Regions from separate parts of the Mus musculus genome. Here regions 1, 2, 3, 4, 5 and 7 are each linked to region 6. The links are chromatin contacts, called in public Hi-C and promoter capture Hi-C maps. All regions are on one chromosome and are shown on one strand. The core of a region is the stretch at or near the end of the contact, and the rest is flanking DNA. Distances in the headings are between cores, read along the strand shown. Region 1 has its middle 92 kb from the start of Gm32237. Region 2 has its middle 110 kb from the start of Gm32237. Region 3 overlaps Gm32237 (a long non-coding RNA gene). Region 4 has its middle 140 kb from the start of Gm32237. Region 5 has its middle 55 kb from the start of Gm32237. Region 6 holds the start of Nbea (neurobeachin). Region 7 has its middle 33 kb from the start of Gm32237.

Region 1 (3,863 bases), core at 1,218-3,717, 610 kb before region 6:
ATTAAAGATGGTAAAGACCTTTGAGAAACAGGAACGGCAGTACAAGGACAAAAGAAAGTCAATTTTGTATTCCAGAACCAGAGAACAGATGAAGAACACTTACGAGCACCTATTCCTCTTACAGAGGACTCAGGTTCAGTGACACCTCACGTGATGACTCACAAACATCTATAGATTCGGTTCTCAGGATCCAGCACTTCTTTTAGCCTCTGTTCATATGTATACATGAAGGCAAACACAAACATATGAAATAACAGTACATAAAACTCGTAAAAACAGTCAGAGAAAGAATAAAAGTCAGATATTCATCAGCAGTCATGGAATGGGCAGTGGGTAAGAAGAGCTGAGTTTCAAACAGCTGAAGTAGCTATGTTATCACTGACACATCAGCTTGTTCTACTTCAGTCTCTGGAGAGCAGTGACTTATATGTTCCTGTCCAGGTGGATGGAAGTTATGATATACATGGCAGTTTCCTCTTTTCTTATTCTCAGGTTCATTTGCAATGAACTTATCTCTAAACAGAGGAGTGAAGGTGTATCTGTTATGTGATCCCTGGAAGGGATGAAGGAACCATGCTCTGAAAGTATTGGGCAGGGGGTTGATGCTGGCAGTTGTCTGACCTCTGTGAAAACCTAGGTCTTAGAATCCAATAGCACACCCTTACTCTCTTAAGTCCCACTGGGACTGTCTATACCCTAGTCTTTGAAGAATTAGCTTGGCTTGTACTTTTCAATTTTCTCACAATAAACATCCCTGATTTGACTGTTACTGCCCCAGCAACTTCCTACTAGGCATGACTCATTCAGAAGAAATCACTATGCATGAACATTTTTGCCAATAGCTAGAGAAATAAAGTACCCTATCTTGATTCTTCCAAAATCTGTACTTGCCCACCCACCCACAATTAGGCCTGGGAACAGTGAAATTTGCCTCTTAAGAACCAACTTCCCCCTTGAGTACAATCAGGTGTAAGGTAGGCATTGTGAAATATAGAAGAAAATTAAAATCAATATTTGGCTTCCTACCAGAAGAAGCTTGCCCAGTTAACAGGCTGGGTTGTGTAGAATTTGGGGGATAACCATCTGCTCTTTGGGGGGAGGCACTGATTACTTTTGTTAAATAGGAGGGCTCCTTTTCCTCCATCAATGTTGCTTGCACTTCCACTTTATGCTTAGTTGGTAAAGCATTAAGTCTACAAGCTAAACCCCAATTACAACCTTCTCACAGAAAGCAAACCATATTATGATAGAAGAAATAGAGAAGAGGGTTAGGGTTGAATGTTTAGTGATTCCTTTAATTTGTTATCATTTTAATGTATGAAAGAAAAATTCAATCAAATGAGTCAAAATAATTATCACAAGACCCCAAGGTCTAGATGGGAGAAACTTGTGTTTAGAGACTAGATTTTTCAAGAAGGCACATGTCTGTGGGTCCACCACTTAGAATGCTGAGGCAAGAGGATCATTAGTTGGAGACAAACCTGGGCTACATTGTAAAACGCTGCATGAAAGAGGGAGGAGAAGGGGGAGAAGAGGAAGAAAAGAGGAGTAAATGTTAGATTTGAACTGAAGCGTGGTTGGTTCAGAGTTCAGAGACAAAGGCTCCTATGTAAGATGCTCAGGGAAGCCCCTCTTAGCATTGATTATCACTGGGCTTTGGACTTATTCTTTGTAGAAAGTGCATATTTAAAGATTAGAGTATTTCACAGTCTTGTGTCTAGATTTTAATGCAATGTTGTATTGAATATGATTTAAGTAATTACAAGAAACTATAATCTGAACCAGTAGATTCCAGAAAGTATTCATATACCAATTAGTGGGATCTGCTTATATGGGATTGGTCAAAGCTTGTTAGTATTTGTGTCTGCTCCCAGCTGCTGTCAGATTCAGTAGAGGAAACCATGCTCATTCCTGTGTCTAAGGTCCACTACTACCCAAATGGAAAGGGTTTGGGGGTCATGTGTTCATTCTCCTGAAAAGATTTTCTCTTCAGAAGAAAGACACATTTCCATTTGAGTGATACACAGATACAAGACACCATGGATAAGGGTGGAGAGCAGCTGAATGGAGAGAAGTTCACGTAGGTGGATAAAGGCCATAAAATTGTGAATGACGGAACACAAATAAGTAGTAACAGGGAAAAACAACCTTCTTAGTGGAAACTTAATGTCACAGGGAAGATAACAGACTTTTAAAGTCTGCTTTAAAAGCTAGTTTACAAAGAGAACAAAAATGAACCAGTATACAAGCTGACATTGACACTTATGTGTGTTGAAGCTGGTTGAAATATAAAGGGTTGGTGAAAACACTTCAGAGACTTTGCACATAGGTGGCACTTTATATTAATTTCTTTGTTCTTCCAAGGTTACATTTCTTACAGATTGTCTCAATCTCTTTACTCCTCGAGTAGACTGGCACTAGACATTCTGCAGTCTCACCAGCACCTTGGACAGCACCAACCACCCATGAATGGCTTAACAAAATTCCAGCACAGATTGAATTATTTCAGGATTTTTGCAGCTCTTCTCTGTGTTAAGCTTTAGTCAGAAAACTGCATTTTTATTGAATTTCTCCAGTTAAAATATGGCAGTAACTCGCCAAAATATGAAGAGGAACAGTCTGGCTGACTGTTTATAGCAACACTCCGGGAATAATTCCTTGTCAGATCTTGATGAGCTCTATCTGCTCTGAGATGTAAGGAGAAGGATAAAAGGTGTGAGTTACAGAACTGAGCCAGGTAATTATGCTTGCTGGAGAGAACAGCAGATGGAAGAAAACAGTATAAAAATATAATAAGAACCATAATCATTGTTCTTTACAGAATGTAAAATCTATTTAGAGAAAGGGACAACTGAAGCAAGCAAACATGGGGAAGTCACACATTCCCTCCAATAACAGAGCTATTTTGACAATGATGAAAGGCGTTACCATCATTACCAACAAAACATAATTAAGCCTCATTATACCTTATTTTTGTTTAGCTATCCCAAGAGAAGGGTTTTAGTTCAAATCTCCTTGACAAATTCATTCCCACCTAGCTGATTTGAAAATGTATTTTAATGTCAGAATCAGGAGATAGGGCAGAAATCAGTATGAATATATATACCAGTGGATATGACCTACTGAGAAATATGTCATATATACCATAAAAATAGCATCTGAACATAGTTCCCTGTCTCTTTAACACATGTGACATTTTTCACTCAGACTGAATATGCGTGGAGACCAGGGAGTTGCTGGAAATGTGACTTCAGGCAGACAGATGCTGAAGAACCAAGCACAGGAGTCTACTTGGCCCTTTGACTTTTGCTGTCTTTGCTTGTTCTGCATCTCCAGGATGAAAGTGGTAGCCACCTCTTATTCATTTCTTTCAATTGTCATTGTTCATGGTAATTTTAATTTATTTATATCTGAAAGGTAATGATTTTTTTAATTAAGGATGACATTGGTAAATAAAAAACAAGATTCCTTTATTATCTGAAGAGAAAGAGCTGTCTAAAGAAGACCTCAGAAAGGCAAAGGCTAAATACTTTATAAACTCTCATCCAAGGAAACCAGAATTCCTGTGGATGAAGGGGAATAAAGTATTTTAAAACAAGGCCTTCACTGGTTCTGAGAAATTACTCAGTGGGTATAGCTTTTTGTGGGATACTCACATGGGAGAAAGGAAAGAACCAACTCTCACATGTTATCTTTTGACCTCTACCTGTGTGCCAAGGCATGTGTACAAAAGAATACACATGAAAATAGATGATAGATGATAGATAGATAGATAGATAGATAGATAGATAGATAGATAGTCAGACTAACAAGTAAACAAATACAAATAAAAATTTTAAGTTTTTTTCTTTTTTTCTTAGGTA
Region 2 (3,930 bases), core at 510-3,009, 630 kb before region 6:
CAGGTTAGTTCTCAAGTACACACACTGATGACTTTAGGAATTACAATGTGTTTATCGCCCTGTTCTGGGCTTTCAAATCCCTATTGAATGCCTCTAAGATAAGGCTATCAATGTCTATACAGAATCACAGGCTTCTAGAGACCTGGGAGAGTCTTGTTTTCAGGATGAGGGTCCCTGTGACAGAAAGGACCCATAGAGTTCCATGAGGCAGGCTCTTCCTTTTCCCCATACCTTTACATTTGATGGACATAAAAACTTCATTTTTTACTCCTTCTGTAAGAGCTAAACTCATTGGTTCCTATGAAATCTTCTTCTTCAGGATCTAGCATTTACCACCCATATTCCATCAGGTTTTGGAATAATTGTATCCCAGTGTCTATAAACTGGTATCTCTCAACAACTTGTGTTCTAACATTTTAACAACTCTTAACTTTCTGAGTTTCATATGACAAATATGTGACCACAGATCCATACATCTAACAAAAGTAGACCTAGAAGCTCAAAAGTGGTGTTTAGATGGATAGAACCTTAAACCAAACCACAACACTTAGACTTTAGTATTCTCTTTACAATGACTAGTCCCTTCCCAAATGTTTCCTGTGGGCAAATAGGTGATTGAAAAGTGAAAAAAATCTTCCTTTTTGGTCCTTTAGATGTGATCAGGCATGCCAGAGTCCAAAGCTGAACAGATCTGTAATCACCTTTATCCATTCATCTAGGTTGTTGACACATTTAGTGGACGAGTCTATTGTGTTGTGTACAGTGGGAAGTATGGGGACATGGCCAAGACCAAGGAAGATAAAGCTCCACATATCTACTTGACTTGTACAAGCAGAAGACATAGTTAAGCTTCCTGTAGAGTGTGAGAAAGGGAGTTATAAGATGTGGACCATCTTGAGTAGTAGATAGATTGTAAGAAAACATACTGTCTGAAGAGATGCTACTGAAGTAAGGAATGAGGACTTGAAGGATCAAAAGAAAAATATAAGCCAGACATACTATCATTATGTATTTTAGTTAGAGAATTCTTTTTTTTAATTTTTAATATTTTTATTATATATTTTCCTCAATTACATTTCCAATGCTATCCCAAAAGTCTGTATGAGAATTCTTTCTTAAAGCAAAGTCATTAAAGGAATGACTCAACAAGTGAGGCATACTTGTCTTATAAGGAATAAGTCAGAAGACAGCTCTTCCTCAGTCTCCTATCACCATTTCAGCCTATAGGGGGCAACAAATATTCCCTTTATTATTATATTTTATATATTATTTTACTTTATTTTTTGAGACAGGATTTCATTGGTTACGTGGCTGTCCTAGAACTCGCACTGTAGACTAGGCTAGTTTCCAAGTCATAAATCAGCCTGCCTCTACTTCCTGAGTGCTGGGGAGCCCATAGGTAATCACTCCACATTTCTCTGCATTATTACACAGGCTTGGAGATTTGGACATTTTTCTCAAAAAACCTGAGCATTGACACAGATTTCCATCCATCACCTTTATGTACTGAAACACCACTCCCAACTGGCATCTGCTCTGTTCTAGTCAAAGCTTTCATGGTCTGTATGTGGGCTATACCTCTGTGAATATTTGAATTAAGACTAGATCATTAGTGACAATGCAAATGCTGCTTAATTGCATCTAAATATAGTAAGCCTTAATTAAATATTGAGAACTTAGTATTCTCTTAGGACACCTACCCCACTCCTGGTGGAGGCTTCCAGACTCTCTGCCTTCTGTCAGTTCATTCCAATTCTGTGCTGCGTGGAGCAAACATGTGCAGTTGAAATGTTTGATGAGACAAGATGCATTTTCTGTTCTCATGTTAATAGCAATAAAATATTTCAAACAATGGAAAAACTTCAAAGTAGTAAAGTGCTTATTTTGGGCTGGCTGTTATCAGTTGTGAAAACAACATTTAGGTTGTAAATGAGAATAATCAAATTGTTCCCACTGTGGTACAGAAAGCTGTATTTGCAGATGGGAAGTGTCTAGCCATTTACTCTGTGTCATTTTTCAAATAGATCTTTGGAACAAACATCAAGATTTTTTTTGGTATAGAATCTAGATAAACTGTCATTCATTTGTCTTGAATTTTTCTTTTAAGTTGAAAGTAATTCACATACTTCAACTAAACATACTTACTGTTGCTGCTTATTTATTATTTATTTATTTGTCTATCTATCTATCTATCTATCTATCTATCTATCTATCTATCTATCTATCTATTTATTTAGTTTAGAATCACTGTAATTTAAACAAGACAGAGAACTTTGGTAAGCCTATTATTAAAAAGACCATTAAAGCATCATCTCTCAAATGTCAAAAAGAGCAAACATTCCCTGACAGAATCCAGATAAATGTAAATGATTTACAGCTTTGATCTCTAGCTTGATTTTACTAGAACTCCATTTTAACAGCCTGTGCCTAGTCGTTTAAGAACCAAGTTGTATGCCACTATATCAAACAGGCAACATAAAAGAGAAAGTGACGAATTAAATAACATTTCCACAAGATGATATTAAAGATCTGGAAACTTAGACTAGGAAGAAGTTATACATAGTGAGCTGGTAGGAAGCAATGGAAGAAACAACACAGGTGATTAATGAGCAGGAGACACATGAGAATAGAGATCTCCCACATCACCTCCTGATTCATACCTATACATGAAGTCAACTGAACATAGCAATTAAAGAAAGTCAAGGTTCTGTGACTTTGACAAATTCCCTTCTCTTCTTTACTTTCTGTTATTCCTTTTTCCTCCCCTCATTTTTTAAATCTTCTCTTCCCTTCCTTCAAGCCAGAGTTTCACTATGTATTTGTCTTAGTTAAGGTTTTATTGCTCTGAAGAGACACCATGACCACAAGTCTTATAAAGGAAAACATTTGAGACTGTCTTACAGTTCAGAGGATTAGTCCATTATCATCATGGTGAGAAACATGATGGCATGCAGATAGACATGGGGCTGGAGAGTCCTACATTTGGATTCACAGGCAGCAGAAGAGACAATGACACAGTGGGCCTGGCTTTAGCATCTAAAACCTCAAAGCCCACTCCAAGTGACACTTGTCCTCCCACAAAACCACACCTCCTCCAACAAGAACAAACCTGCTAAATGTGCCAGTCCCTATGAGCCTATGGGATCATTTTCATTCACTATCACATACTATTGCCTAGCCCTATAGGTTTATGGCTGTATCATAATGTAAAAAGCACTCAGCCCAACTTCAAAAGTCTCCATAGTCTATACATAGTCTTTTTTTTCCATTTTTTATTAGGTATTTAGCTCATTTACATTTCCAATGCTATACCAAAAGTCCCCCATAGCCACCCACCCCCACTCCCCTACCCACCCACTTAACATGTTTAAAACTCCAGTTTCAGAGAGTATGTAAAACCTACTTTTCTCTAAATTCTTTTATTGTCTATAAGTCACTATTTTTTATTTTTAGATATTTTCTTTATTTACATTCCAAATGTTATCCCCTTTCCTAGTTTCCCCTCCGAAAAGTCCCTATCCCTTCTCCCTTTCCCCTGTTCACCAACACGCCTACTCCCTCTTCCTGGCCCTGGCATTCCCCTACACTGGGGCATATAACCTTCATAAGACCAAGGGCCTCTTCTCCCATTGATGACCGACTAGGCCATCCTCTGCTACATATGCAACTGGAGCCATATATCTCCATGTGTTTTCTTTGGTTGGTGGTTTAGTCCCAGGGAGCTCTGAAGGTACTGGTTTGTTCATATTGTTGTTCCTCCTAGGGTGCTGCAAACCCCTTCAGCTCCCTGGGTTCTTTCTCTAACTCCTCCATTGGGGACCCTGTGCTCTGTTCTATGGGTCACTCTTTACTCACCTGTTTAGTTAGACAGTGTACAATGTAAAACATTTATGTCGGGATTCAATCAAAAGATGATAAAAAAAAATCAAT
Region 3 (3,763 bases), core at 164-2,663, 520 kb before region 6:
GCCTAGAATACATGTAGACCAAATTTAATAAACAGATGTCACCAACTTCTATTTTAAGGCACTGCTCCAGAGGAGCTGTCACCTTGGATGACAGTTGTAAAGCTGTTACCTGGAATTGGTGTTTTATTTCCCGTGAACACTTGAGCGTCATCTTTATGTGCGTAGGATGGAATGATTACATTGTACCTCCTGCTTTTAATGCAGCATCCATATTTCATAGGACCCAGGACTGTGGAGGAGGAAGGTGCTTCTGTGACATAAAGCCAAGCAAAGATAAAAGGCCTCCTGAAAACCAAATAGGTATTTCCAGATAACATAGAACCCAGAACTTCACTTTCTCTCCTATAAAAATCAAGAAAGTTTAGGGCAGTCTCTTCCCAGCTGCACACTGATATTTAAATTGAAAGCATTATAAATTTTGGAGTAAAGGAGAGTCACACCTTTGATCTTTCCACCATGTGTTTACATGTCAGGGATTAAAAACAAGAACAGTGCAATACTGGTTAATAACAATAATTATAACAGCAGCAACAACACTAATAAAAACAGCAATAATAATGATGTAGCTGGTGAATTTTGTGGGCATATTGGAGGATGGAAAGTTTCCACGTGGAAGAATAGAGTTTTAAGCAACCTTGAAAAGAGAAATGGAAAACCCTTTCCATTCCTGAATCAGCTCTCAATCTTGAAGGTGAAAGAAGACAAGGAATCTCGGATTCAGAAAATCAGAGCAGAGCAGAAAGGAGCACAGTGGGAGATCAAGCCATTGGGTATCAAGGACTCCTTGCTATAGCTGTAACTTCATAGCCCCAAATCTCTCAGCTTTGCTTCCAAAATCAACTAGCAACAACTGAACTAAGATTTAACCAGGTTAGGGTCTCCCACTCCCTGACATAATTAAGATGCCAACAGCTGTTCTTGATCAAGTCCCAGGAACTCTTAAACACACTCTGTCTTGATTCCTGAACCCATAATTTGAGCTACTGACCCCAGAATGTGTGACAAGTCTCTCTTCTGCATCACCTTTAATATTCCACCAACATGAGCATTACATCTGCCTCACTCAGGGGGCACAGCTACCACCAGCACCTTGAATTATCTGTCCCAGCCCTATGTTTGAAGTCTCTGGATTCTGTATACACATAAAAAGAAAGAAGGAAAGAAGGAAAGAAGGAAGGAAGGAAGGAAGGAAGGAAGGAAGGAAGGAAGGAAGGAAGGAAGGAGAGAGAGAGGAGGGGAGGGGAGGGGAGGAGGGGAGAGGAAAAGAAAAGAAAAGAAAAGAAAAGAAAAGAAAAGAAAAGAAAAGAAAAGAAAAGAAAAGAAAAGAAAGAAAAAAGACGTTCATCCAGAGTGCAGCATTTTTCACCTACTCTTAACAGAGGACTTTACCATGACTCATTCAGGCCTCTTGTCTAACTCACACAAGATTAGCCACGGCTATCCTTGAGGACTGTCACATGCAATCATTCCTGTGTTATTGTGTCATGGCTGCTATGAGAAATTGCTCCCAGAAAGATGATTTGCAATGGGTATTAGTCTCAGAAAGATAAATCCCTGACCTGGAAAAAGTGTTCGACAACTATTTCTTCCAATAAGAAGGTTCCATGGGATTTTGGCAACGGGGTATGGCTTTCCAAAATGGAAGAGGTGGCAGTGTCACCCAAAGCAGAATGAGTTGTAGATGACAGTGTCACGTTTGTGGGTAGTCACCAATTCAGGGAAATCTAAAATGTACTCATCTAGAGATCTCTAGAAACATGTTTTCTACTGTGTGCTACGTATACACATGTTCTTGTAGGTGTGTATGTACAGATGCATGTTTATGGGTGCACATGCACATATGTCTGCACATGTGCTGAAGTCAGAAGTCCACCTCAGGTGTCTGTTTTTACCACAGAAACTACCCACCTTGAATTTTTGAGACAGGTTTCTCAGTGCAACCTAGGGACCTCTGAGTGAGATACACTGTATGATTAGCAAGCACCAGGGGTCAGCCTATGTCTGCTTCTCCAATGGTAGTATTATAAACATGTGCCACTACATTCAGCTTTGTTGGGTTGGTTTGTTTGCTCCCTCCCAACCTGGGGGCTTCATTTCTGTGGGTGTCAAGGTTTCAATATGTAACTTTCAATGGAGCTGGTAAGTGACCATGTAATATGTTCTCTCCCTTGTAGCTGGCATGCCCTCCTGAATAGTTGGAAGCTACATAAAGCATGGATTGTCCTAAAAGTGCTGTCTTAGAAGTCTTAGAAGTGTCATTAGGCATCCTCTCAAGGGTACCAATAAGACTATGAGGTCCACATCAGCATCTCTATATCTCTATCTCTGCTTTTCCTTCCAGCTCCTCTTGAGGAATCAGGTGGGACAGTTTAAACCAGGAAGGGTACATTTCAGAGACATTGTGGTGTCTCCCAATGACTTCTCCCCTGTCACTGTAAAGCTACTTGGTGCCCCGAGGGCCAAGGAATGTCACGGTTACCTGCTTACCCCTTCCTCTAACATAGCTCTGCTGAGGTCCTTGGCTTTAAGCGTGACTTGCTTATGCTTTCCACGTGTAAGTAGATTTTTTTTCTCTTGCCTTGCATGAAGGCTAACTGTATTAAAGACTACTTGAAAAAAAAGGAACATTAATCACTTTGCTCTTCTTTAATAACAGCTACTCCATGAGTTTTCCAGATGAGCCCTCAGTCCTGGGTCCCAATGTACAACCATCTCCATTTTCCAGATGAAAATCTATGTCTGGAAAAAAAAAAAAAAGAACTCAGCAATAAAAGTAGCAGAACCAGGCATGACATGATGTGGTCTAATTTAGACAATTCTGAATGGAAACTTTTCTTTTACATTTTTCTTATTTCCTTTTTGCTTTCTGAATTATTGGTCCCTCCTTCACCCAGAACTATTCCAAGACAACTATTTACAAAGGAAATTAAGATTATTTCAGAGAGAATGAGCAAAGCAATGAGCCTGCATTTGATTTCTGGTATTAAAATTGAGAACATCTATGGATATAGTGACTTACTAACAAGCTAATTCTGTTGTGGTCTATCCTGGAGAATTCTCTTCATATTTTTTCCCCTCATAATATAGGTAGAAAAAAAAAGTTTGTTTGAGCAACATTCTGGTGGGGTCTTGACTACTACAGCAGACCAATGACACTATATCATGGAATGGACAAGGGAACCGAGGAAACGGGGAAAAACAATAGAGGTAGAAAAGTCATAAGGAGAAACCAGTACACTGGTCAAATATAAGCTTCAGCCTAGAGCAGGCATGTATTAAATAAGTAATGTTTGGCTAAAATCCCAAACCTCAAAAGAGAATTTTCTCATATGTTTCTTCTAACTGCATCTCTCCCAACAAACCTAAATCAAATTAGTTGTTGGGAAAAGTGAGCCCGGAGGTTTAGCTTTCCTTGGCTCCCCACAATTCCAAATAGCACAAATAGGAGCAAAGCAACTGGAAAGCTTGGTGGAAACCATAGTTCAAAACCTCTCCATGGAGACGATGCTAGCCACATCCCAAGGATGCTAGGCACAACCCAGGTGGGATCCTACTAAAAGTCACCTTAGAGGCTCAGAGACATCCGATTGCTCATGAGAGATGATTTAGGGAATATGACTTGTGAAGACCAACAAACACTAAGCAAAAATATATATATTTACAAACAATAGTCAGAATGCAGTTACGGATAGGTTAGGGGCAGAGGATACTGCTCCAGAAGTCAGGAAGCCAAGGCACATCATGAGCAAGGTACCTAAGTTTG
Region 4 (3,782 bases), core at 700-3,199, 650 kb before region 6:
AGGAATGATGAACCAATAGAAAACCTCCCCATTGTATGCCGTGGGGAGGGATGCAGAGCACACATACTGTCACCGGAAATGTTCCAGAGGCGTGCGTGGGACATAGACTAGTAAGTGAGCTGACAGCTTATCTAACGTGAAAACAAATCCAAGAAACATGACTTAAGAAGTAGTGACAGATGATAAGCCTTTATAGTGTTATGGCACAGGTGGGTAAATTAATACATGACTAAGCAGAACCTGACAGATAGATCCCTGAAGTACCATTGTGAGCTTTTACAAGGTGTATAATGAAAAGCCCTTACATTTTCTCTTTACAAGTTGGAGACATGGTGTAGAATAAGACAAAGATTGGGGACAGAAAGACATATCTGGGCTCTGGGGATTTATGGAAGAGATATAACATATGATATTGAAAACAAAAGCACACAATAATAACATTTTAACCTTGCACCTGAGCCTGAAGTTTTATGGTTGAAAAGCTAATTTCTGTATAGCTAAAGCTCCCAAGGCTAAAGCTGGAGAAAAGGAAAAGTTCAAATGAAAGCATGAGGGGACCAAAAAGAAATCTTGGTAAATGCCTTTTCTCCATGAAATGCCATTATGGTTGACATAGGTCATTCAGATATTCATGAGCTATGGTTCTTGGTCTCCAGATGGTTATGCTCTGGCAGTGCAGGTAAAGTTATGCACAAGAAATTCTGGAAGAGAATAAAAAGTTGAGTGATATTTCTCAAGATTTGTTTGATTTAGATGTAGGCTGCATACAGAAAGAATCAGTCCCAAGGTTCTGAAATAGATTTGTGTTGTATTTCTGAAAGTGATTTAAAACCCCATCCTATGTGGTCACTTCCAGAAAAGTAAGAATAATAACCCATGTCACTGGCTAATGTCCCAGGAAGTCCCTCTAATTATCAGGAAGCACTGACAGTTAAAATGACACAACAGCAGTGTGAAACCTTGACAGTTATTAGATGGACCTGGATCTTTGAAAAATCTGGGTATGGACAGCAGTGTTGTAGAATTTTTAAATCACAATCCAGAGTTTTTTTTACCCTAATCATTTAATTCCCAGATAACAGACTCACAACTTTTATTATTTACAATCAGCCTTAAACAGCACAAGAGCTGGGCAGATAGATATCTACCCTCTATGCTATTAGAACCTACTATTCTATAAATAACCCTGAGTTATTACTTACTACATTTTATTTGGTCTGCTGTTAACTTCAATTGACCAACCCTCAGGTGCATATGCACCAATACATGCATGACATGGGGATCCCAGGAGATGGTGTCACATCCCTAGGAAATGACGTTAGAGACAGTTGTAAGCATACATGTGGGTGCTGTGAATAAAACCCTGGTCCTTCTGAAGAGCTGGCATTGCTCTTAACTACTGAGCCATTTTTCCAGACCCACATGTATTTTGACATATACATAGTCTCACAGTAATTTTATTGTTTATGTGAGAGACCAGAGCCAAAAACTTGGCAGAACTTGGAAGAGCTCTGTGAGTTTAAAGCCAGTCTGGTCTATATAGTGAGTTCCAGGCCAGCCAAGGTTACGTAGTAAGACCCTGTCTCAACAACAACCACAAAGGAACTCACATCACACTTACTTTTCATCCTCCCTGTCCCTGCCCTCCCTCTCTCTCTCTCTCTCTCTCTCTCTCCCCCTCTCTCCCTCTCTCTCTCCCTCTCTCTCTCCCTCTCTCTGTCTCCTCATGTGGCTCACACTTCCTTGGCACAGAGTTCACAATTACACTACACATGGCTCCTCCATGTCATACCCAGAATTTATATATTCCATCCCAAACCATTGGATTTTTATGTAGCCTCAAGTACACTGTAGTTTCTAAGACTACCTCCCATCCCCCACCCCGACCTTGTGAGACGATAAAATTGGGACTGTGTCTGCAGCTTGGTGAAATGCTTTTGAAGCTCCTTCCTATTCATAGCCCCATCCATCATTACAATATTTGTATCCTCAAGATATGACAAAATCTTCCCCCCAGTCCTTATGTTCTGCGACCAAAATAAGAAGAGAAATGAAGTTTTGCTATCTTAACTTGAAACTCTTTAATTATATGGGGGATATACATATCTTGGTTTATTCAGTCTCCAGCAACATATGATGATTCTTGGAATTTTATAAGCCTTCCAGATATCATGTATTTCAGGCTTCAAAATGGCTTTTCCCTTTTCGTGTGTGTGTGTGTGTGTGTGTGTGTGTGTGTGTGTGTGTGTGTGTGTGTGTGTAGTGGGGAGTGGTTGGTGATTTCTCCTCTCTGGAAATCTTATTGAAATTCATTTGCCACCCTTGTGGTGATGGGAGGTGGAGCTTTTAAGTAATGCCGTTCTCAGTGCACTGGGAGAGCTACTGATCTTGTTTGCTTCCTGTGTTGTGTTTTGTCTCCTTTGCACACACCCGTTGCCCTTCTGTTGTCCTTCTGTTTTCTGCTGTGAACTGTAGCACAGAGACTACATGATCTCTGGCTTCCCATCCTCCAGAATCGGGATCCAAAATAAACCTCCTTTCTTCATAAACTACACAGTCTTTTTTTGTGCATATAGATTTTTTTTTATTGCAGAATACTCATTTATATTTATGGAGTACAGTGTGAGTTTTTGCTAGCATACAACATGATCAAATAAGGATGATCTTTGGCCAAATGTTAATTATGATTATATATGTTGATAATAATCAACCTTAGCTATTTTGGAATAGACCACAGGTTGTTAAATACAGGCACTCTGCTATACTGTAGAATACTATATCTTATCCTTCTAATTTTAATTTTGTATCACAAACCTCTGCCTTTTTATCTTTGCTCCCCTACCATTCCCATTTACTGGTATCACTCTTATATTCACCACATCTATAAAATCCAGTTGATATATATGATATATAATACATGTTATTTATATACATGAGAGATTTTAAACATTGGAATGTTGATGAATGATTTGAAATGCAGTTATTTCTTGCTTTCTTCCTTCCTGTAATATTTTACTTTATTAGAGAAGTGACATTTGTTAACCACACTTAACACTGTAGACTTCTTTTATAGGTAAGAATGTTGAATTTGGAAGCTTCTGGCATCCAGGTGGTGAAAAGTCACTTGTTTTTCACTATGCTTTAGCAACAGAAAGTGACCTATGCCAGAATGGGTTAGGGTTAGGCTGTGTGTTTGGGACAAATTTAGAAACACCTATCTGAACGTTAAGACTTTGGAGCTAGACTACTGAGTTTAGAAACTAGCTTTGGAGCTTTGTAATTGGGTAAATTTTCCTCTGTTTTTCTCACATATGAAGTGGGCATAAACCTCATGGGTTTCTTCTGAAAACTAGAGTCAATTTATGCAAAGCACTTGAAATAACATCTCACATATAATAAATCCCTTACATACATTAACTCCAATGCCCACAGTGTTTTTAGAAGCAAGGTTTTTTTGTTTCTTGTTTTTTGGTTTTTTTTTTTTCCATCTCAGTCTGAAACAGAGAACTGGCTTCTTTCCTGAATCCAAGTAAGCGGGGATAGTGGAAATCTCAGATAAGCCTCTGGGAAGAAACACACTGGCAAGGAGCTCTTGCAAAAATCCTAGTAGGCTAAAATATAAAACTTTTACTTTTATTGACAAACACAGTCTTATGAATAAATAACCATATTTGGATTGTTGCATATGAGTTATACTGATTTGCCATTCTTTTGAGTATAAAGAAGAGGGAGAGATTAACATTCCACCAATTAGAGATTTCTTTTGTACTCACCCCTTTTCT
Region 5 (4,352 bases), core at 681-3,180, 570 kb before region 6:
AGCTGCCCAAGCATAGATGCTCTTCTGAGTAGCAAAAGGACATTAAGGAAGTAGGGGTGATTTGCATATGTGGCGCTCCTGATGAAACATGCAGGAAAACAGAGACAGAGCTATAGGTTCAGTGCAATACAAGTGGCATATAAATGAGGAAATTACATCAAGAACTCAGTAATCCTTGGTTTTTAAAGATTTGTTTCTTACTTATGAGCATGTATGTGTTTCTGGGGAAAGAGAGTATCCACAGAGGACAAAAGAAGACATTGGATCCCCTTGGATCTGTGGTGACAGAAGGGGTTGTGAGTTGTTTAGTGTGGGTGCTAGAACCAAATTCTGGTCCTTTCCAAAAACAGTATGTACTCTTAATGGTTAATCTTCTTAACCCCATCTTATCTTTATTCAATGAGAGAAAAAAACGTAACCATGTTACAGTATTAATCTGAACTAAGCCTCTTCAGAGAGAGCTAATCACACATTCTTCCTTATTTTAACCGTATCAGTATGGAACAACTCCTCCCGAGTGGCTTCTTGTGCTTTGCTAAGGAGTGTGTGCCCTATATGTTTTGATGTTCAGCACGGAGTGCTTATTTAAGCCTATAAATAGTTCCAGGCTCAGATTACGACTTTCAGGGAAAGATCAGATGGACTCTTGCCTCCAACCTCTTTTGGGGATCATCTCCCAAATTTCTGTGAAGACAAGGCTGCTTTTAATGTTAAAACTATTCCAGGAACTTCTGTAGCAGAATGGGTTCTAGGAAAGCAGAAGATGCTGGTCCCCTAACAAAAGAGAGTTAAAAAATAGCTAGGTCCCCTACAGCAGACAATCTTTGCTCAGCTTTCATTTCAATTTAGAACTTGGATGTATGGGAGGAAGCCACACAATTCTAACATTTTTATCGATTTTTAAAATAGCTCTGGTCCACAGGCCAGCCCCCAGGGACAGACAGAGGCAAAGAATATGCACTTGAAAGCAGGAGTATCAGGTCTTCCTGGGCTCCTCACATCATGAGTTATGTCCCAGAAAGAATCACAGAGAGAATTGTGGAGCGAGAACCTGATTCTTTCTCCTGTAAACCTGCAAGGCTTCAGGGCACGGGGTGGGTAGAGGCTCTTCTCATTGATAACCCAAGCCACATGTGTCATTGCTGCATGATTACTCTGTCCTCTTTGCTAACAGCAAGAATCCTGTTAGATGCACTCAATAGAAAAAAGATTAGTACATTAGGTCTGTTACACTCAGTTCTGGATACAGATGGACTCTAAATTCCCCCAGTACACCCATTTACCCCAAGCAAGGAGTATGTGGGCATTACCTGTGCTTTCTTTGGGAGAAAAAGAAAAAGAAAACCCAGTTCTGGGATGGGCACTCACTGTTTTCTGTGATAAGACTTTCATAGTTCATGAAGGCCTGTCCTCTGACTATGAGGGTAAGCCATCTGTCTGCGAAGCCTCTTGTTAAGGTTTGAAATAAATCATTAAGACCGTGAATGAACCAAGGCAGGATGCATATCCTGTATCAGATCTACCGTGTTTGTTTTAGGTGTTGTCAGAGAAGCTGAAGGGAGGGAGTGAATAGGGCAGCTTTTACCCACTCAACTTCCTCGGTTAAATAGTAGAAATTGCCTATGATCAATCACCTGATGCAGCATGTCTTCTCTTTCTTGAGATTTGGGAGTCTAAACGGAACCAATCTTAGAGGTTCTGAATTTAAATGACTGAGCTCAGGTGTAACTTTCAAAAGTGTATGTTAGGATTTGTGTGGCTTTGTGGTCATGTACCAGAGTTTTTAGAAGATAGGGTTGAACCAGGGTCACAGTTGCAGACCAGCAGGGGGCAGATGGAAGCCAGCTGCCAAGTCAGAGATGTCAGACTGCTTGCCATGTGGACCAGTGACAGGAGGCAGACAGCCCAGACAGAAATAGCTGCCATTTATCAGCATGTCGTCATACCACTTCAGCAGGAAGCCACCGTACTTCATTTCCTCTAGACCAGGTCACCAGGGTGAGCCTGAATGCTACCAGGAAACCATGTAGATTCCTAGAAACCCGAGGGAACCAATAAAACAGAGCATTTGTTCTGAGTAAAAACCAAGGGATGTAAAAGAGCTTTTCCATAAAAAAAGATGTCTGGAGTAGTGTGGTCAGGCTTCCTACAGCATGTGACTGAAGCCATCGGCTGTCCATGTCTAGCCAAAGGGGACCATGTCCTGGAAACATTTATTTATGTATCATTCTGCCTCAGCACAGAAAACTCTCTGTAAAGGGGGCGTGGCAATTTAAATGAGTGCCCCTTGATAGGCTCATGTGTTTGAACGTTTGCTCTCCAGCCAGTGGTGATATTTTGAAAGACTGTGTGAACTTAGGAGGTGGAAGGAGGGAATTATGAGAGATAGGATTTCAGACTTTCCAGCCTGGCCCTATTCCCTGTCTACTTTCTGTCTCTTGACTGTGGATGGAACTGCCAGGACCTTACACGCTTGCCACAGGTCTTTCCCACCTTTATGGTCTATATCTTGAAAGCTATGAACCCAAACAAACTGTTCTTCTAGCAAATAATTTGTCATGCATTTTGTTACAGCACCAAGCATGTGCAATGCTCCTATACATGTTTTGCAAAATATGCCAGAGTCTATATCTCTCAAATTTCTCTTTTTCTATTTTTATGACTCTATAGAAAATGTCCAGGAGTTTTGATATCCTTTGTCTCCTTTTTACCCCTAATTCCAGACTTCAGATTGCCCTTCTTTTTTTCAGAGCAATGCAATATTCCATGATGTAAGAACATCTACTTGCTTGGCCTTCCACACTTCTTTCTTGCTTTTGTCACACTTGTAAGTGCCTGTAGTCAGTCAAGTATTTTATTTAGTTTACTTTATGTTTCTATGACAGGTATTCCAGAGACTGGGTAACTTATAGGGAAAATATATCTACTTAGCTCATGTTTCTGCAATATGTGATGTTCAAGATGAAGGGGATGCATCTAGTGAGGACTTTTGAATATATTGTTCATGTTCAAAGATAGAAGGGAGATAGATGATAGACAGACATGATACAGAGGGAGACGGAGAGAAACAGTGAGACAGAAAGAAAAGGGGGAGAGGCATGGAGTGGGGAGAGGGAGTAAGAAGGAATCACATTTGCCTCATAACAAACTAATTATTCAGAGTTCTCATGACTACCCACTCCTTTCAATGCTGCTGCCTTGGAGATAGAATATTCATCTTATGAAGTAAAAAGAACAATTCAAATCAGATGGGGTATATCTTGGGGTCTGGTCCAGATATGGTCCAGATCTTGGGGTAGATAATAAGCTACAAAGAAACTGAAAGATATGGAAATGAGAAACTAGGGTACAACGATTTAAATTATACGTTCAAGTTTGTTCACTCAAAATAAACAGATGATTCCAGACACTCTGGAACCACCTCGGGAAAGTCTGGGGAACAGACTGAGAAAACCAAAGAAGGTTTCCAGCAGCATATCTATGAGTGTCACAGAAATGATGGACTCCAAGTAAATTGCATTTTTGAATCCAAGTGTGTTTTACAGCACCCAGATTTGTCATGCCATTCATTTGTCTTAACCATTGGACATCTGCATGCAAAAGTCCAGGGCACATAGCCAAGTGTGGGTATGTTCTCAGGAAGTCTGAAATTTGTACAAAAATGTTTCATGGAAGCTACATTATTGACAGAAAGTCAAGATGTTGCTTAATGGAAAATAGATCAAGGGTGCAACACACATCTTCCCAGGATGGCTGGTGACTAAGCAATTTGTCTTTGCTATTACTGTGGCTGAAAAGCACAAAACATGTTTCATGAGTTATGTTAACATATAACTTTTGAAATACTTTTGTCTTAACTCTCCCAAATCATCTTTTACATCTTATCTTCATTCTTCCCTTCTTCTGGATCAAGGAGGATTGGAGGAGGAAAATCACACACACAGAGACCAAAGGACTTGCTTTTGGAGTTCACAGCTATAGCGTTCTATGTATCTAAGAGGTTCTGGCAAAGAATGTATTGGTTTAATTTGTATGGATGAATGGGTGTTTTGCCTGCATGCATGTAAGTGCACCTCTGGTACGCAGTGCCTGTGGAGGCTAGAAAAGGACACTGATCCCCTGGAACTGGAGTTAAAGGTTGTTGTGTGCTTCTATGTGGGTGATGGGGACTGAACCCATGTCTACTACAAGAGAAGTAAGTGCTCTTAAGCACTGAGCCAGCTCTCCAGTCCCGAATATTATCTTTCCTTGACTATTTTGCAAAGTATTTACTATGTCTTGTTTACCAAACACACACACACATACAGGCACACACACACATACAGGCATACATAAATATATACACACATATA
Region 6 (3,846 bases), core at 1,175-3,674:
AATAGGAAATACGAAAGCCACCTATTTCAGCTGGTAATTTGCGAATTTGTAATAGACATGCAAATGTCTGTTAGCTGGTAATGATTAGCCTGTGTCAAATGAGGTGAAAATGCTGAATTTCTGGGTTGTGTTTGTGTTCTGTGCTTAAGAGTAAAATTAGTGGTTAAAAAATGGGGTGTAAGGGTCCAAATGTTGAAGAAAACTAAAGTTTAAATTGGATGAATGCATTGTAAACAGGTTGTAATTGGTCTTTCATGTGTGTGTCTATAGGCCACTCTACACACATAGTTCCTGTATGAGGGATACAAAGATGTATTTTACTATATACTAGTTGCTGCTGAACTGACATCATTTCATTGGTAGGATAGGTCTAATCATGTCTGTTAAAGGAATGAGGATACTGAAGTTCACATAGCCTGAGTAGATTGCACAGATAGTTAAAGGATGATTCAGAACCATGCCCAATTTTTTTTTTTTAAAGAGGGCAAGGAGCTGATAATCTACAGAATACATTACTAGCAAGCTTAAAAATATTTCTGAAATTTAATAAAGTGTGCTTTTTCTACTTTGAGCAGGGATTATTTTCTTTACCTGTTCTTCATCTCCAGTAACTGAAAACGAACAAGGAAAACAAAACTGAAATGAACACACCTATTGCCTGAGACACATAACAGAAAATTAAGAGCAGTCAAAGGGGTGTCAAGCTATGCACTAAAAAAGGAAAAGGGAAGATCAGGTTGTCAGTCTCTCTCAAAGCTCTCATTCAAGATGTCTAGAATAAAGCAAGAAGTACAACTTACTGTATATCTATTTATATGTACTTCATATATGTACACATCAGATATGTATGTGTGTGTGTATATATAGATTAAGATAACCTTTCAGCTTGGATTTTATAACTTAAGAGAGATATGGCATTTTAAATTTGCAACTGAAGTAGTTCTTATAGAACTAGATGATGCTTGCCTGAGCCAGGCACAGAAATTGTTGGTAGTTCTAAAAGTCACAGTTCTTTTTATTGTTTTTGTTTTCTAATACAGGGTTTCTCTGTGTAGCCCTGGTTGTCCTGGAACTAAAATCTGTAGACAGGGCTGTCCTGGAATTTAAAGATCTGCTTGCCTCTACCTCCCTAGTGCTGGGGTTAAAGGCTTGCTCCACAACCATCTAGTATCACTGGAATTCTTAATTGCCAAACTCTGAAGTCTTAAGGCTCTGCAAATTCCTCAAGCAGTTTTAATGATGTAAGCATGTTATAATTCCATTACTATTTTGTTTAAATAGACATACCAATTTACCACTTTTTTCAGGTACTTTTGTGCAACTACTTTAAAAAATTAATCAATTCAGTGGGAGTTTGTACCACTAATAAACATATAACCAAGAACTAATTGAAAATACAGGTATTAAGAAAGTTTGCCCTATGGTACTTTTGAAATGTTTATAAGATCCTGTATCATGGGAGTTACCAGTCAAAGAAGATGAATAGTAATAAATTATGCATTATGATTCATTTGTATACTGACCATTTCTTTGTTTGGGATGACAATTTAAATGATTTGAATACACCTTAGGATTTCTAATGTTTCTGGTGACTGGCAATATGTCTTTATCGAAAAGGGCTGACCACTTGAAATATTAAAGAAACTATATCCTTGATGTCAAGGAAGAAACCACCAGTCATACTTACGTGGTTTTAACTCAGTGCCATCAGAGATATTGCCATGTGCGTGTTATAATGTTTTCAATTGAAATTTTCTCACGGACTAAGGCTGGTCGTGAGGACCTCCAATGTATTTTGATAATTCATACAATTCTTGTGAACCTCATACGCCTATGGAAAAGGGAGATCACCCACCCACTGGCATCATACCTGAGGATCTTTGGGGATTTCTAGCAGGGGATTTGCTGCACCTACCCAACCACCTCATGAGGGTAGTCAGGGAGGCGAGTTCAAGAACTAGCTTGGCAGAGAGGCTCCCGGTTTGACAGCATCTATTTTAAGCCGCGCCCGTGTGAGCAGGTGTCAGCCTCTCCACGGGCTGTGGCAAGAGCCCGGCGACATTGGGCCTGTCTCCAGACCCCCGCAGCGAGGTGGGGCCGCGGACCCAAGGTGGACCAGGAGGAGGCAAAGGCGGCCGGGAGCAGGTGGCCCTCCACTCACCGCACGTGGCCCGCACGGCGAGGCCGAGGGGGAAGGAGAGCGGACGGGCGAGCCCTGTCCTTCCCCTCGCGACTCCTCCCCGCGCACCTGCTCACCTGTCGGCCCGGTCCCAGCGCGTGGGGGAGGGACGAGGGGTGAGGGATGCGGAGGAGGAGCGCCGGGAGAAAGAGGGGGTGCAGCGAGGACTCCGCCCCCCCCAAGCTGCGCGCAGGCGCAGTGGCCGCTACCGCAGGCAGGGGGCGGCAACATGGCGGAGTGAGCGGCGGCGTCGGGGCTTCACAACAACAGCGGCGCCGGTGGCAGCGGCCCGAGCTTTGGCCCCCGGCGGAGGGCGGAGGGCCGTGCGAGACGAGGCGGCATCCTCGCGGGGGGCCGGGCCGGCGGTAGCGAGCCGGGGAGATCGGTGCAGAGAGCGCCGAGGCGATCTGCGAGGAGCTCCGTGAGGCGAGCGCTGAGGCGGACCGTGAGCTCGCTGGGGAGACAGCTGCGGCAAGCCCGGGAGGAGACCTCGGAAGCGACCCTTGAGGCTGTCCCCGGAGGCGGTCGGCGAGGCGCCGCGCACGGCTGCCGGGCCCGGCTGAGGCGCGGACGGGAGCGGGCCCGGCGCCGCGGCGCTGGTGGATGCTGGGGCTGCGAGGCGCCGGCCGGGGGGCGGGGGCCGCGGCGGGGATAACGGAACCGGCGGAGGCGGCGCGGCGGCGCTGCACAGCTCCTCAGCAGCGGGGCGGATGGCGAGCGACAAGCCGGGCCCGGGGCTCGAGCCGCAGCCCGTCGCGCTCCTGGCCGTCGGGGCCGGCGGCGGTGCAGGCGGCGGAGGCGCCATGGGGGAGCCTCGGGGGGCGGCCGGCTCCGGCCCGGTGGTGCTGCCGGCGGGCATGATCAACCCTTCGGTGCCGATCCGCAACATCCGTATGAAATTCGCCGTTCTGATCGGACTCATACAGGTCGGCGAGGTCAGCAACAGGGACATCGTGGAGACCGTGCTCAACCTGGTAAGCGCCCCCCCTCCCAACCCCGGGCGTCCGCGCCCTGCCTCCCCGCGTCCCTCAGCCTCCTGTCCGTCCGCCCGCCCGCCCGCCCGCGCGCAGCCACGGCCGCGCCACCTCCCTCCTGTCACCCGCGCGGTGCCCAACTCAACCCGGCACTTCCGACGAGTGGTCGGTCCTTAGGGCCTGGGCCGTGAGTGGAGGTGTGAAGCGGCCCTCAGGTCCTTTGGGAGTTTCTTCTCCCCATCTCTTAATTGTCCGTGTTGTGGCTCTGAGAGGGTGACAGCCCGGCCCCTAGAGCCCGAGTCCCCCCAAGCGCCCCAGCCCCCACCCCCTCCCGTGCTCCTGAAATGGGAGAAGCGCACTGGTTCCAACTTGAGCAGCTGGGGTGCTGGGTTTTCCAGGGAGGACGACGAATGATGCAGATTTTGCATCTGTCTTTAAATACATTCCGTGGCAGTGATGGAGCGTGTTGTGCCTGTACTCACCCCTACCTCCATCTCTAGGCAATCTTCACCTCTTTGTAGTATCTCTCCAGATATGCTGATCTCTTACCTTTACGGGTGTGGGGCGCAGAAGGTGTTAAAATGTAAGGGGGGCACCGGATCTTACAGGTTGGTTTCTATGGTTGCGGTGGCTTGAGGATAAAGACCAGAAGAAAGATTTGAAAGGCAGCCTAGGTTTTGGCTCCTTTCATGG
Region 7 (4,275 bases), core at 1,186-3,685, 550 kb before region 6:
CTGTATTGTAGAAAGGCAGGGAGAAAGAGAGAAGGTAGAAAGAGAGAGGGGGAGAAAGGCTAGAGAGAAAGAGAGTAAGAGGGAGACAGGAGAGGAGAGGAGAGGAGAGGAGAGGAGAGGAGAGGAGAGGAGAGGAGAGGAGAGGAGAGGAGAGGAGAGGAGAGGAGAGGAGAGGAGAGGAGAGGAGAGGAGAGGAGAGGAGACAAAGAGAGAGGAATGAGAGGGTGAGATTGAGAAGTAAGAGAAAGATCAGGAGGGGCCTAACAGCCCCTTTTTATGGTGTTTACTGTTGCTAGGTAACTGGGGAGGAGTTTAGCCTGAAGGTCAGAAGCTTCGGACATTGTCTATGAGACTTCTAGCCATCCTTCTCTTGTGGGGGCTATGGGGGGGGCGGTAACTTAGGCAGGAGCCAGAGTTCCAGGAGCACGAGGGAATGCCTACCATGTCATGTAGGTGCATTATGACCATCGGGGTTCAGACCTCAGCTCGACTGGAGACCAGCCTGTCTGTGCATAGCCCAATCCTCCACACCCTGCTGGTGCTTTATGATTCAGACAAATGTCAAGCATGAGTGTATATCTGTGTGTGTGTTTCTTTCTATGTGTGTGAATGTGTCAGTGTTTGTGTGTCTGTGTGTGTACCTGTATGTGCTTGTGTGTGTTAATGTGTGTGCATGTGTGAGAGGATTCATAGCCCAGAGCAAGCACTGTTGTAAAGACTTTGCCATTGTGTGCTGTACCAGGTATCAAAATGATGAACTTCAGTTGCGTGGGTTGATGCTGTCCATCAGCAACCACACAGCAGACAAGGACCAACTATAAGATACTCTACAAGGCAACACTAAAGAATGCCCAGAGCCACTAATTAGTCCTCATCCAGTGATTCATCTTGACACAGGCAGGGGCTGTCTCCACAAGTCACTAATTTGCCTTCTGCTCAGGAAAAGAAAGGGCAAAACCAGTTTTCTGGAAAAGCAAGGTTGTACCGCTCTGGTTCCATAAGCAAAGAAAGGACAGGTGTCCACATCAGGAGCAGTTGTCACCTTCAACAGAAGGGTGATGTGTGGTAAGAATGACACAGAAAGGTGGGAACTCATTTTCAAAGTTCTCTCTCTGCAGATGGTAATTCATTTTGCAGTGCTTCCTTTGCTATATAGAAAGACAGCTCATATTTTGCTCATAGGAAGTACTCACCAGTGCAACCGACAAGCTGCCATCACATATATATGTTAATGTAGAATGATTGACAGGTGATAAAATGCATGCATAAGCCTATATAAAGATAAAAATCCGGTATATATGTATATATAGTACATAGTCATATATTTACATATAGATGTATACAGTATATACATATACACATACACATACACATACACATACACATACACATACACATACACATACACATACACATATACATATACATCTATGGCTATATACATGCATGCATGTGTGTATACATAAGTATATATACACATTCTTAGCTCAGTGGAAGCTTAGATGCTTTTCATTTATTAAATCGATTAACAACTTCCTTAAATTTGGCAATTGTTATGCAATTTTAAAGAATAAGTATGGTCCAACAAATGATTTGTATCATGAAAAACATTCCACTCTAAGTTTTGAATGATCCAAGTTTCTCCCCATATTAAAAAAAAATAATAAACAAACCATCAGGGTAGAGTGGTGCCTCAGTCTCGGCATCCTGGAGACAGAGGAAGGTGTATTTCTATGAATCCCAGGCCAGCATGACCTACATAGCAAGTTTCAGGCTAGTCAATGCTATGTAATGAAATCCTGGGGGGAGGGTGGCAGGGGATAAGACAGACAGACAAACAGACATTGATGGACAGACAGGTAGAAAAATAGAAAATCAGCAGATCAAGTGTCTCTAGACATGCTTGCACTATTAGAATGTACAACCTATGTACATATGTACTAAGATGATTTTCGCCCAGCTAATCTGCCATTTTCTAACTAACTCATATGTAGCCACTGGCAAACAGTCAACTTACTCATACAAGAATAACAACAACCAAAACCACGGGTCATCATAAACAAACACATCATTTCAGCGACTGGCTTTAGTTGCTCCTAGACACAGCTCCGATGAGAGATGGGAACACTGATTGGAATTTCCTGTCCTCTGCATCCTTTGGTGGAAGATAGAAATGAAACACCAAAAGCATAGTGCCCAGGAGGAAGCGAAGCACAGAGCCTCCAAGGCTCTCTAACCTCTCAGCCTCACGTGGATACTCAGCAATTAACAGGCAGCCCTCACACAAAACACCACACTCCGGAGCAAACCAGGCAGCCTCTAAAACCTCAGTTACCAGGCACTTGCTCTCAGTGGTTCCACAAGCTGTATTGAATGGGTAAATCAAAGCCTGATTTGCCATCAGTGACTCTTAGTGTTCCCTGGGATGGGCTATCTTTAAAACATATTTCCATGGCAACCAGCTTAGAAACATATTTCACTAGAGAGTCCCTCGTGTTAGGAGAGCCAGGAAGACTGTTGGGTGAAAACCATCTTGTACATATGTGGCCTTTTCTTTTCAAAGTTTTTGCTATGAGGAAAGCAACTGAGGGCATGTAGGAAAATCTCTTAACATACATTGAAATCCAGCAGCAAGTCTCCTGGACCATGCCCAGCTTCTGGGTTATTGAGGAAAGTCAGTGTATTATCTTTGCTAAGGTCAACATCTCACAGTACAGGGCAAATGCACTCTGCCTCCTTCCTGAGGTTTTCCAACACCAGCTCTGGTGATGAAAGCCCACCTATGCTCTCCTTTTCCCAGCCCTAAATGCTAAGGCCCATCTGACTGTGATTATTTCATAAGCTTATAGGTGCAAAACTATGCTTGCTTAATGGAAAAACAAAAGCAAGGATAAGGATCAAACCTGGGTGTCTGGGACTTCACACCTACTCAGAAATTTTAAATTGCCATGAGGCCTAGGATTGACACATACTCTAGCAATCCTGGAAATCCTAAATTTTTAACCTTCTGTTAAAAAGACCCTGGATTCTCTATAAAACTTGCTGTTGGTCTAAGACCTATCTTATCCTTTTCTCGGGGACCAGGAGAAGTATTAAACTCTGTCCAGAGCTAGCACTCTGCCTAATTCCACAAAGATATGGAGTCTAGACTTTGGTGATTTGGTGGCAAGCAATAAGGATCATTCAGAGATTGTGTTTCTTTTACCCCCTGAGACACTATAAACTTACATGCCATGGCTTAGAGACATTATTAGCTTCTCAATGAAATGTAGCTCTGTATGTATCAGTCTCTTGTGAAACCAATCTAGAAAGAGTTTAAAACTGCTGAAAGAATAGATATAGAGTCTCAAAATGCACCAATAGAAAAATTACCTTGTTAGGTAACCTTTAGCCAAAAAAATGCTTAGACAAGAACATTTTGCTGAAAGACCTAGAATTTCAAAGAACAAGTTCAGCTTGCATAGGAGAAATTCCCAAGTTTGGAAGCAGAAACAGAATCTCCAGTGGTGTACAGTACTGGGATTTAGCCGTGGTTTTAGTGTCCTGTTCTCTATTGATTTGTGGTGGTCTCCATTTCAGCTTTCTTCATGATGACTATTGATCACCATGATAGATCATCTACTCAGTGATCTGAATTGATCATTAAATAGCAGCAATTAATAGATTAGCCAGTTGAAGATCTATTCATTTAGTGAACATTGTCATGGATCATGAGCCCAGGGGCATCTCAAGACTTCAATCTCCTACCACTCTGCAGGACCTCATGATTAGAAGAGGGAACTTCATGATAGAGAGTCAATACTAATCCAGCAACTACCAAGAGGCCTTTAATTGCCATGGTCAAGCCCATGTATCTAACATGGGATGAGGATAAATTTTTAAGATGGTTTAGTGAAAGCAAAATGAGGCACTAAAACAGCCATTTATGGCAGGAAAAACTTAAGATTGCCCAAAAAGCTTCAAATAACCTGAACATCAACTTGCAAACATTTAACTCAGGAGCCACAGTGAAACCTTTTCTCAGATTGCCTATAAAACCTTTCTTAATTGAACAGTATTTCAGGGCAAATGTGTAAAATGCCTATGAGAAGAAAATAGTCCTTACAAAAAACTTAAAAGATTTCAATTTCAAATGATATATATACCAATTATAGTTTTTCCTCTATGAATTCCAGTACCTGGTCAAAACAGGCCTCCTAAGAACATTTACAAGGCACACTGTCTATCTGAGATCTAATGCTGTATCCTGGGAAACTAGAAACCTAGTTTAAGTCT

The links. Promoter capture Hi-C pulls out the DNA fragments that hold promoters and counts their contacts. Hi-C and Micro-C count contacts between places; a contact is called where the count stands out from the background.
Region 1: a promoter capture Hi-C map of hippocampal neurons shows a contact between it and region 6, with 8 times the contacts expected there. The contact joins the enhancer-like site here to the promoter of Nbea in region 6. A contact is called at or near these places in 7 of 39 promoter capture datasets (the 3T3-L1 cell line, cranial neural crest, embryonic stem cells and 3 more) and 6 of 115 datasets of contacts at active chromatin or transcription factors (SST interneurons, embryonic forebrain, embryonic hindbrain and 3 more).
Region 2: a contact with region 6 is called in a promoter capture Hi-C map of hippocampal neurons, with 6 times the contacts expected there. The contact joins the enhancer-like site here to the promoter of Nbea in region 6. A contact is called at or near these places in 5 of 39 promoter capture datasets (the 3T3-L1 cell line, embryonic stem cells, hippocampal neurons and 2 more), 2 of 484 Hi-C or Micro-C datasets (both in cortical neurons) and 6 of 115 datasets of contacts at active chromatin or transcription factors (VIP interneurons, embryonic forebrain, embryonic hindbrain and 3 more).
Region 3: a contact with region 6 is called in a promoter capture Hi-C map of the SN4741 cell line, with 3 times the contacts expected there. The contact joins the enhancer-like site here to the promoter of Nbea in region 6. A contact is called at or near these places in 5 of 39 promoter capture datasets (the 3T3-L1 cell line, the SN4741 cell line, liver and 1 more), 1 of 484 Hi-C or Micro-C datasets (cortical neurons) and 8 of 115 datasets of contacts at active chromatin or transcription factors (astrocytes, embryonic forebrain, embryonic hindbrain and 5 more).
Region 4: a contact with region 6 is called in a Hi-C map of cortical neurons, with 4 times the contacts expected there. The contact joins the enhancer-like site here to the promoter of Nbea in region 6. A contact is called at or near these places in 2 of 39 promoter capture datasets (maxillary cranial neural crest and second pharyngeal arch cranial neural crest), 2 of 484 Hi-C or Micro-C datasets (both in cortical neurons) and 5 of 115 datasets of contacts at active chromatin or transcription factors (VIP interneurons, astrocytes, embryonic forebrain and 2 more).
Region 5: a contact with region 6 is called in a Hi-C map of the N1E-115 cell line, with 9 times the contacts expected there. The contact joins the enhancer-like site here to the promoter of Nbea in region 6. A contact is called at or near these places in 5 of 39 promoter capture datasets (the 3T3-L1 cell line, embryonic stem cells, hippocampal neurons and 1 more), 8 of 484 Hi-C or Micro-C datasets (the N1E-115 cell line, adipose-derived mesenchymal stem cells, cardiomyocytes and 4 more) and 8 of 115 datasets of contacts at active chromatin or transcription factors (VIP interneurons, astrocytes, cardiomyocytes and 5 more).
Region 7: a contact with region 6 is called in a promoter capture Hi-C map of hippocampal neurons, with 6 times the contacts expected there. The contact joins the enhancer-like site here to the promoter of Nbea in region 6. A contact is called at or near these places in 4 of 39 promoter capture datasets (hippocampal neurons, liver and maxillary cranial neural crest), 1 of 484 Hi-C or Micro-C datasets (cerebellar granule neurons) and 8 of 115 datasets of contacts at active chromatin or transcription factors (the NIH/3T3 cell line, VIP interneurons, embryonic forebrain and 5 more).

Annotation. Positions count from the first base shown.
Region 1 is chr3:56,788,040-56,791,902 of GRCm38.p6, reverse strand. No RefSeq gene overlaps it. Among named protein-coding and RNA genes, the nearest start is that of Gm32237, 92 kb to the right of the region's middle. Within about 2 kb of position 2,467, at least 15 of the 459 cell types and tissues checked have an H3K27ac peak or open chromatin away from gene starts, as enhancers often do. A contact at or near this core is called in forebrain, hippocampal neurons and second pharyngeal arch cranial neural crest, where this site is marked.
Region 2 is chr3:56,808,515-56,812,444 of GRCm38.p6, reverse strand. No RefSeq gene overlaps it. Among named protein-coding and RNA genes, the nearest start is that of Gm32237, 110 kb to the right of the region's middle. Within about 2 kb of position 1,759, at least 2 of the 459 cell types and tissues checked have an H3K27ac peak or open chromatin away from gene starts, as enhancers often do. A contact at or near this core is called in hippocampal neurons, where this site is marked.
Region 3 is chr3:56,703,926-56,707,688 of GRCm38.p6, reverse strand. Gm32237 (a long non-coding RNA gene) reads right to left here. Exons shown (of 2, transcript XR_375685.2): 2 at 2,624-2,739. Among named protein-coding and RNA genes, the nearest start is that of Gm32237, 7.4 kb to the right of the region's middle. Within about 2 kb of position 1,413, at least 8 of the 459 cell types and tissues checked have an H3K27ac peak or open chromatin away from gene starts, as enhancers often do. A contact at or near this core is called in the SN4741 cell line, where this site is marked.
Region 4 is chr3:56,835,473-56,839,254 of GRCm38.p6, reverse strand. No RefSeq gene overlaps it. Among named protein-coding and RNA genes, the nearest start is that of Gm32237, 140 kb to the right of the region's middle. Within about 2 kb of position 1,949, at least 3 of the 459 cell types and tissues checked have an H3K27ac peak or open chromatin away from gene starts, as enhancers often do. A contact at or near this core is called in cortical neurons, where this site is marked.
Region 5 is chr3:56,751,384-56,755,735 of GRCm38.p6, reverse strand. No RefSeq gene overlaps it. Among named protein-coding and RNA genes, the nearest start is that of Gm32237, 55 kb to the right of the region's middle. Within about 2 kb of position 1,930, at least 12 of the 459 cell types and tissues checked have an H3K27ac peak or open chromatin away from gene starts, as enhancers often do. A contact at or near this core is called in the N1E-115 cell line, VIP interneurons and cerebellum, where this site is marked.
Region 6 is chr3:56,182,279-56,186,124 of GRCm38.p6, reverse strand. It overlaps Nbea (neurobeachin), which reads left to right and starts at 2,424. Exons shown (of 58, transcript NM_030595.1): 1 at 2,424-3,153. The coding sequence starts at 2,890.
Region 7 is chr3:56,729,216-56,733,490 of GRCm38.p6, reverse strand. No RefSeq gene overlaps it. Among named protein-coding and RNA genes, the nearest start is that of Gm32237, 33 kb to the right of the region's middle. Within about 2 kb of position 2,435, at least 14 of the 459 cell types and tissues checked have an H3K27ac peak or open chromatin away from gene starts, as enhancers often do. A contact at or near this core is called in hippocampal neurons, where this site is marked.